2 separate regions of the Mus musculus genome follow, and region 1 is linked to region 2. A link is a contact called in public ChIA-PET data. All regions are on one chromosome and are shown on one strand. The core of a region is the stretch at or near the end of the contact, and the rest is flanking DNA. Distances in the headings are between cores, read along the strand shown.

The links. ChIA-PET counts read pairs in DNA pulled down with a chosen protein or histone mark.
Region 1: an RNA polymerase II ChIA-PET map of memory CD8 T cells shows a contact between it and region 2, with 65 read pairs. The contact joins two enhancer-like sites. A contact is called at or near these places in 3 of 39 promoter capture datasets (embryonic stem cells, hematopoietic stem and progenitor cells and pre-B cells), 6 of 484 Hi-C or Micro-C datasets (CD4 T cells, CD8 T cells, DN3 thymocytes and 3 more), 2 of 115 datasets of contacts at active chromatin or transcription factors (effector CD8 T cells and memory CD8 T cells) and 2 of 9 other capture datasets (embryonic stem cells and liver).

The regions. Positions count from the first base shown.
Region 1 is chr6:136,964,020-136,967,000 of GRCm38.p6, forward strand. No RefSeq gene overlaps it. Among named protein-coding and RNA genes, the nearest start is that of Pde6h, 11 kb to the left of the region's middle. Within about 2 kb of position 1,317, at least 151 of the 459 cell types and tissues checked have an H3K27ac peak or open chromatin away from gene starts, as enhancers often do. A contact at or near this core is called in CD8 T cells, DN3 thymocytes, LSK cells and 3 more, where this site is marked.
Region 2 is chr6:136,742,455-136,745,413 of GRCm38.p6, forward strand. Gucy2c (guanylate cyclase 2c) reads right to left here. Exons shown (of 27, transcript NM_001127318.1): 10 at 1,462-1,573. Among named protein-coding and RNA genes, the nearest start is that of Gucy2c, 38 kb to the right of the region's middle. Within about 2 kb of position 1,432, at least 62 of the 459 cell types and tissues checked have an H3K27ac peak or open chromatin away from gene starts, as enhancers often do. A contact at or near this core is called in CD8 T cells, DN3 thymocytes, LSK cells and 3 more, where this site is marked.

The DNA.
Region 1 (2,981 bases), core at 67-2,566, 220 kb after region 2:
AGAGTATTCTGTAATGGTTTACATCACAGTACTCCCTTCTTGTTTTTATTTTTGTTTTGTTTTTGCTTTTTTTTTTTTTTTTTTGAGACAGGATTTCTCTGTGTAGCCCTGGCTGTCCTGGAACTCACTCTGTAGACCAAGCTGGCCTCGAACTAAGAAATTCGCCTACCTCTGCCTCTCAAGTGCTGAGATTAAAGGCATGTGCCACCACGCCTGGCCAGTCCTCCCTTCTTATCTATAGAGGAATTTTGATTTTTATAGTGGAGCTGTGTTAAACACTGTATGCAAATGTCTAAAGGAGCCATGGCCACACAGGAAGTAGGTAGCAAGGCTTACAAAAGAGCCAGTCTAGTGTTAAGAGTCAAGAAATAATTCTGCTTTGCAATTGGGAAAATCCTTTACCCAGGAGTTTTACTAAATCCAAGTAGGTTACCTCAGAGGTTGCCTGCTGCTCTCACTCAGTCTTAAAGACTGAAAAGTTAAACTTAGAACCCTGACGATGTGAGCTTAGGGCTCTGGTTCCACAAAATTCCCTTTCATTTATTCATTAAAATTACTCTGCCCAATTACTCTGAGACTCACAGCTATCAGAATACCCATTGGTTGGCTTTCTGCAATCTATAACAAACCGCTTTTAAACCACCAGTGAGAAAACTCCCGAGGCTGTGAAGTTCAGACTCTGACACAAAAGCCCTCTAAGTAAAGTGCCGGTTTGCTTCACCCCAGAAGTTGTGTTAAAAGCCATGTGCACATAGCTGTCTTTCCACAACGTTTTTTAAAGGCAGTTGTGTAATGCAAGTGAGCGCCACCTGTGGTTTTAGGCTTTGTTGCTGAGAACGTGAATTTCTTCATTTCAGTTTTGTAATGTGTGGTAAAAGAATGGAGGAAATTAACTGAAGAGAAGGAAAAGAGGAGGATGGGTAGGGAAGGCTCGCATCTCTCTCTTGAGGCTATCAGTGAATTGCATGAAACTCACCCCCTAGACCCTCCAATTTGCCTGAATTCCATAATTTGAGGTTCACAGCGGCGGTAAAATAAATGGCTTTGTGGTCTTCAGTACTTAAGCATGAAAAGGGGAGACTCAGGAGAGGGACTCAGCTCTCATGAGCCTGTCCCCTGCCACCAGTGCTATGACAATTACTTTGTAATGGCTGAATAATCTTCTAGCCATAAAGCTAGAAACAGACGAGAAAAAGCAAAATATGAACTTGAAAGTGGAAGTGTTTGATGAAGGAGACAGCAGGGGAATGTGAGCTTGCACTGCAGCAGGAAACTCCCCGTGGCCTCCCTGTCTTCCCTCCAGACACCGTGAGTCAGTTGTGGCACCTGACAACCATCACCCCTTAGTCCTGCCTTGTGGTTGGTCTTTGGAGTAGGGAGGTCTAGTTCTTCAGCTGCACAAGGCCCTGGTTCACACTTAGTTTACTTTATAGATGGGATTCCCCCCCCCCTAAAGACGAAACAATGTCAACAAAACAGACTGAAGAAAAGGGTGTGTGTTAGCTACCTCTCTTATAGCCAGGACAAAATATCGGGAAACAATTTGAAGGGACTACACATATCTTGGCCAACATTTTTAGAGGATTCAGTCCATTGTGTGAGACAGTTCACATCATTGTGGCAGTTGGGAAGCAGGGAGAGAGGTGGGATACAGGGATATATAGGCCCCAAGGATGCCTCTAGTGATTTAGTTCCTCCAACTAAATACCGCCTCCACTTCCACCACCTCTCAATACACTCTCAGATTATATTATAATTTGATCATGGGACTAATCTGTTCAGTATCTCAGATCTTCATTATCGGATTGTTCCAGGAAACACTATCACAAACACATGCCTTTCTAATCCACTAGCTATCCCTCAATCTAGTCAAGTTGACAACCAGGACCAACCATTACACAGACATATCTAACGGCCAGGGAGGAGAAGGATCAGGGACATGATGCTGCAGGAGGGACAGTGGAAGGATCGATGACACAGAGCCTGGAACAGAAACTGGCAGCCACCTTCCAATGTTTGTGAAGTCGTAGTGAGGAGGCGGAATAGATGTGTCACACAGAAGGCCAGCCCTGCAGCATAGATGCGTCACACAGATGGCCAGCCCTGGGTGGTGAGCAGGCGCTGATGGAGCCTGCATCTCAGCTGTATTAGTCAGGATTTCTATTGCTGTGATGAAACACCATAACCAGAACGCAAGTTAGGGAGGAAAGTTCACCAGCTTACATTCCCACATTGCAGTTCATCATTGAAGGAAGTCGACAGGAACTCCAGCGGGGCAGGAGCCCGGAGGCAGGAGCTGATGCAGAGGCCACGCAGGAACACTGCTTCTATGTTTGCTTCCTATGGATTTCTTGGCCAGCTTTCTTTTTCCTTTCTTCTTTCCTCTCTAACTCTCCTTCCCTCTCTCCCTTTTTTTCTCTTTTTTCTTTCTTTCTCTCCTCCTTTTTCTCTTTCTTCTTTTCCTTCTCCTTCCCTCTCCCCCCCCCGCCCCCCCTCCTTTTGAGACAGGGTTTCTCTGTGTTACCTTTGCTGTACCAGAAGTAGCTCTGTAAACTAGGCTGGCCTCAGCTTCAGAGATTCACCCGCCTCTACCTCCTGTGTGCTGGGATTAAAGGCGTGCTTTCTTATAGAACCCAGGGCCACCAGCCCAAGGATGGCACCCTCCTGGGCTGGGCCTTCCTCCATTAATCTCTAATTCAAAACTGCTCTACAGGCCTCCCTGCAGCCTGATCTTATGGAGGCATTTTTCTCAGTAGAGGCTCCCGCCTCTTGGATGACGCTAGCTTGCCAAGTTGACATAAAACTGTCCAGCACAGCATCGAACTCAAACCCCTTTGTCTCTATTCTTAAGAAGCTCCAGTCCTACCATTCTCATTGTTGCTAATGAGAAATAGGCAACGCTTTACTGTAGAAACAGCACCTAGGGAAGCAGTAAAATCGTCTCAGCACTGGGGCGACAGAGGTGCCCAATTCAAAGAGGG
Region 2 (2,959 bases), core at 182-2,681:
TGTCATGAAGTCATGTCGTGACCACATTTCTTTTGATGGATACAGTACTTCCACCATGCCTACCACCATCACACACTGCCACCGTAACACACCCCTAGCCCCAGACAAAGAGGAAGTCTGTAGAAAAAATACAACTCCACACTGTGGCATCATACACCCCCATGCCAGAGCATGAGTCTGAGCCACTCAGGTCATTTCAGTCCCTACCTGCCTACATAATGAGCACCCCCTGTGCTAGACATAATGACCATAATTAGATATTTAAACATGCTATTTAAATGAAATCAGTTCATTGTTGTTTAGACAGGGTCATACTCAGTAGTCCAGGCTGGCCTGGATCTCATTTTGTGGCCGAGGATTGCCTCAACTCATGGTAATATTCCCTTCGGTATTCCCAACACTGTGATTACAGATGTGAGCCACCTGGCTAAATGCAGTTGTTTAAAATTCAACCGCATTTTCATTTTGCTTCTCTGTTAAGTCAGGTTCAGGCTACTTCTAAGGCAAACCATCTGTGCCCTCTAGTGGCTATTCTGGTTGTTGCATTCTGCCGGCTTCTCAAAGAATGTACAGTGAACAGCAGGGTGATTTCTAAGTCCTAGGACAGTAGGGCTGGAGGGAACTCGGTAAACAGGCTGCTTTGCTAGAGGAGAAAGCTTTTAGTTGTAATCAAAGCAAACTGACTCATGTTAACGCAATTGTCTTTGGCTATGCTACCCTGGACCTGCCTTTTCATCTAAATTAATGGTTTTAGTGCTGGGTCCAGTGTGTGTGTGTGTGTGTGTGTGTGTTTGTGTGTGTGTGTGTGTGTAATTAATATAATATAATATATCACTATATTATATTTAATAATATTATATAACATTATATATTCTTATGATATTAATGTTACAATATATATTGTAGATTATATAGAATAAATTACATATTGAATGTATTGAATATATTGAATAATTGAATACATAATTATTCAATTATTCCAGTGCAGTATGCTTCAGCAACAGGTATCAGTGACTATTAGACCCCAATCTTGTACAGTATGTTGTAAAAAGACACATGAACAAGCAAATGTGGCGTGAGTACCGTGCAGGCGTCACACAGGGCTAGACAGATCCTTTCCTGAGGTGCTGAGCAAAGCTGAGGAGAGGTGAGATCCAGCAAATATTCCTTGCTTAAAACATTGAGTCTGTAGCAGTAACAGGATAAAGTACACATTTTTATGTCTATTCAATTTTGCTGATTTTCTGACTTTGTTTTCTAGGGGGTCCCGCTTATATGGAAACCATCTTCAAGACAGGGTTCGAATGTGGATGGGTCTAACCAGAACTCACTGGGCTTGTAAAACCCAGCCACAAACCTGGAGAGTCTAGGCAAGATGAGAAGAAAAGATAAACAAGCTAACTGCCTACAGCTTGCGCGGAAACCACATCGAGAGAAGGAAACTCAGCAAGAACGGCTTACCCAGCCCAGGAACGTCATTGGGGAGCTTGTGGTTCTTCCAGATGAAGTTGGGGTTCTCAGCCACCGGAATAGTTTTGTTTTTGTGGGTGTCATACTTCATAAGAACCTTGTACTGTGTTGGAGCCATAAACAAAGGCAAAAAGAAAAGAAAATCATGAGAACATTTTAGAGCAATGTGTGATGAGGCTGACTGTGTGTGTGTGTGTGGCTTTGGGGACGTGATCTCGATCTCTTAATCCTCCTGCCTCAGCTTCCCAAATTTTGGGATTACAGATATGAGCCATCATTACCAGTTGTTAATTAAGCCTCTATGAATAAAGCCTTCACGTGACGTTATCTGCTAATGGAAACATTATTACAGGCTATCTTTGAATTAGTGCTCTAGGTATTGACAATGCTGTGTGCAATATGTTTGAAACAGGGCTACCTTCTACAGTCACTATCCTTCCCTCAAAATATTCTCCATGGGAAATTTACATTTAGAGACTTGAGTCTGAAGGATAGAACCTATAGTTGCATATATAGAAGGTCAAAATTAGCCTGTATGCTAGGGTGTGGCTTATCAACTCTCTATTGATACCTACCCTGAGTATAGACTAGTATTCTGATAGCTCCATGTTTTGAGAGCTAATTGCTAGGTTCTCCCCAATACACACACTATGTACTGAGGTTGGAAGCAGTCAAATGCTGAGAAGTTTGACCAAATTTGTTTTGGGAGACCTGTGTAGGGAACAGTGGAAGTGTGGTGAGGAAAGGTCTCTCACACACGTCTTTGTGTCTCTTCCGAGGACAGTAGGGTCTTCATCTCTTTGGATGAGCATGTGGGTCTCTTTGTGTGGTTCCTGTTAGTAACTGAAGCATTTGGGGGATATGACACAAAAATTTTCCATGGCATGTGTATCAACTTTATATTCCTCTTAAAGTTTCTCCCTCCCTCCCTCCCTCCCTCCCTCCCTCCCTCCCTCCCTCCCTCCCTCCCTCCCTCCCTTCCTTCCTTCCTTCCTTCCTTCCTTCTTTCCTTCTCTCCCTGCCTTCCCTCCCTCCCTTCTCTTTTTCCCTCTTCCTTCCTTTCTTTCTTTTTTCTTTTTTTCTTTCTGTGTCTCTGCCTCTTTGCCTGTCTCTCTCTCCCTCTCTCCTTCCCTCCCTCCCTCTCTCCCTCCTTCCCTCCCTCCCTCTCTCCCTCCTTCCCTCCCTCCCTCTCTTTCTCTCTCTCCCCTTCTCTCTCTCTCTCTCTCTTCTTTTTTTCTATTTGGGAGGTGGGTATACATATCATTCATGTGGTGGTCAGGGGACAATTTTCAGGAATCCAATCTCTCCTTCTACCACGTGAGTCTTGGGGATCAAACTCAGGCTGTCTGTTTTAGAGTTGAGCACCCTTACCCACTGAGCCATCTCACTGGCCCCCAAATATAGTATTTCATTAAAGGTCCAATATAGTAACAAAAACTATAGATTCTGAAATGCTGTCTCAAATTTCTGGTGTCACTTTCTCAGGATG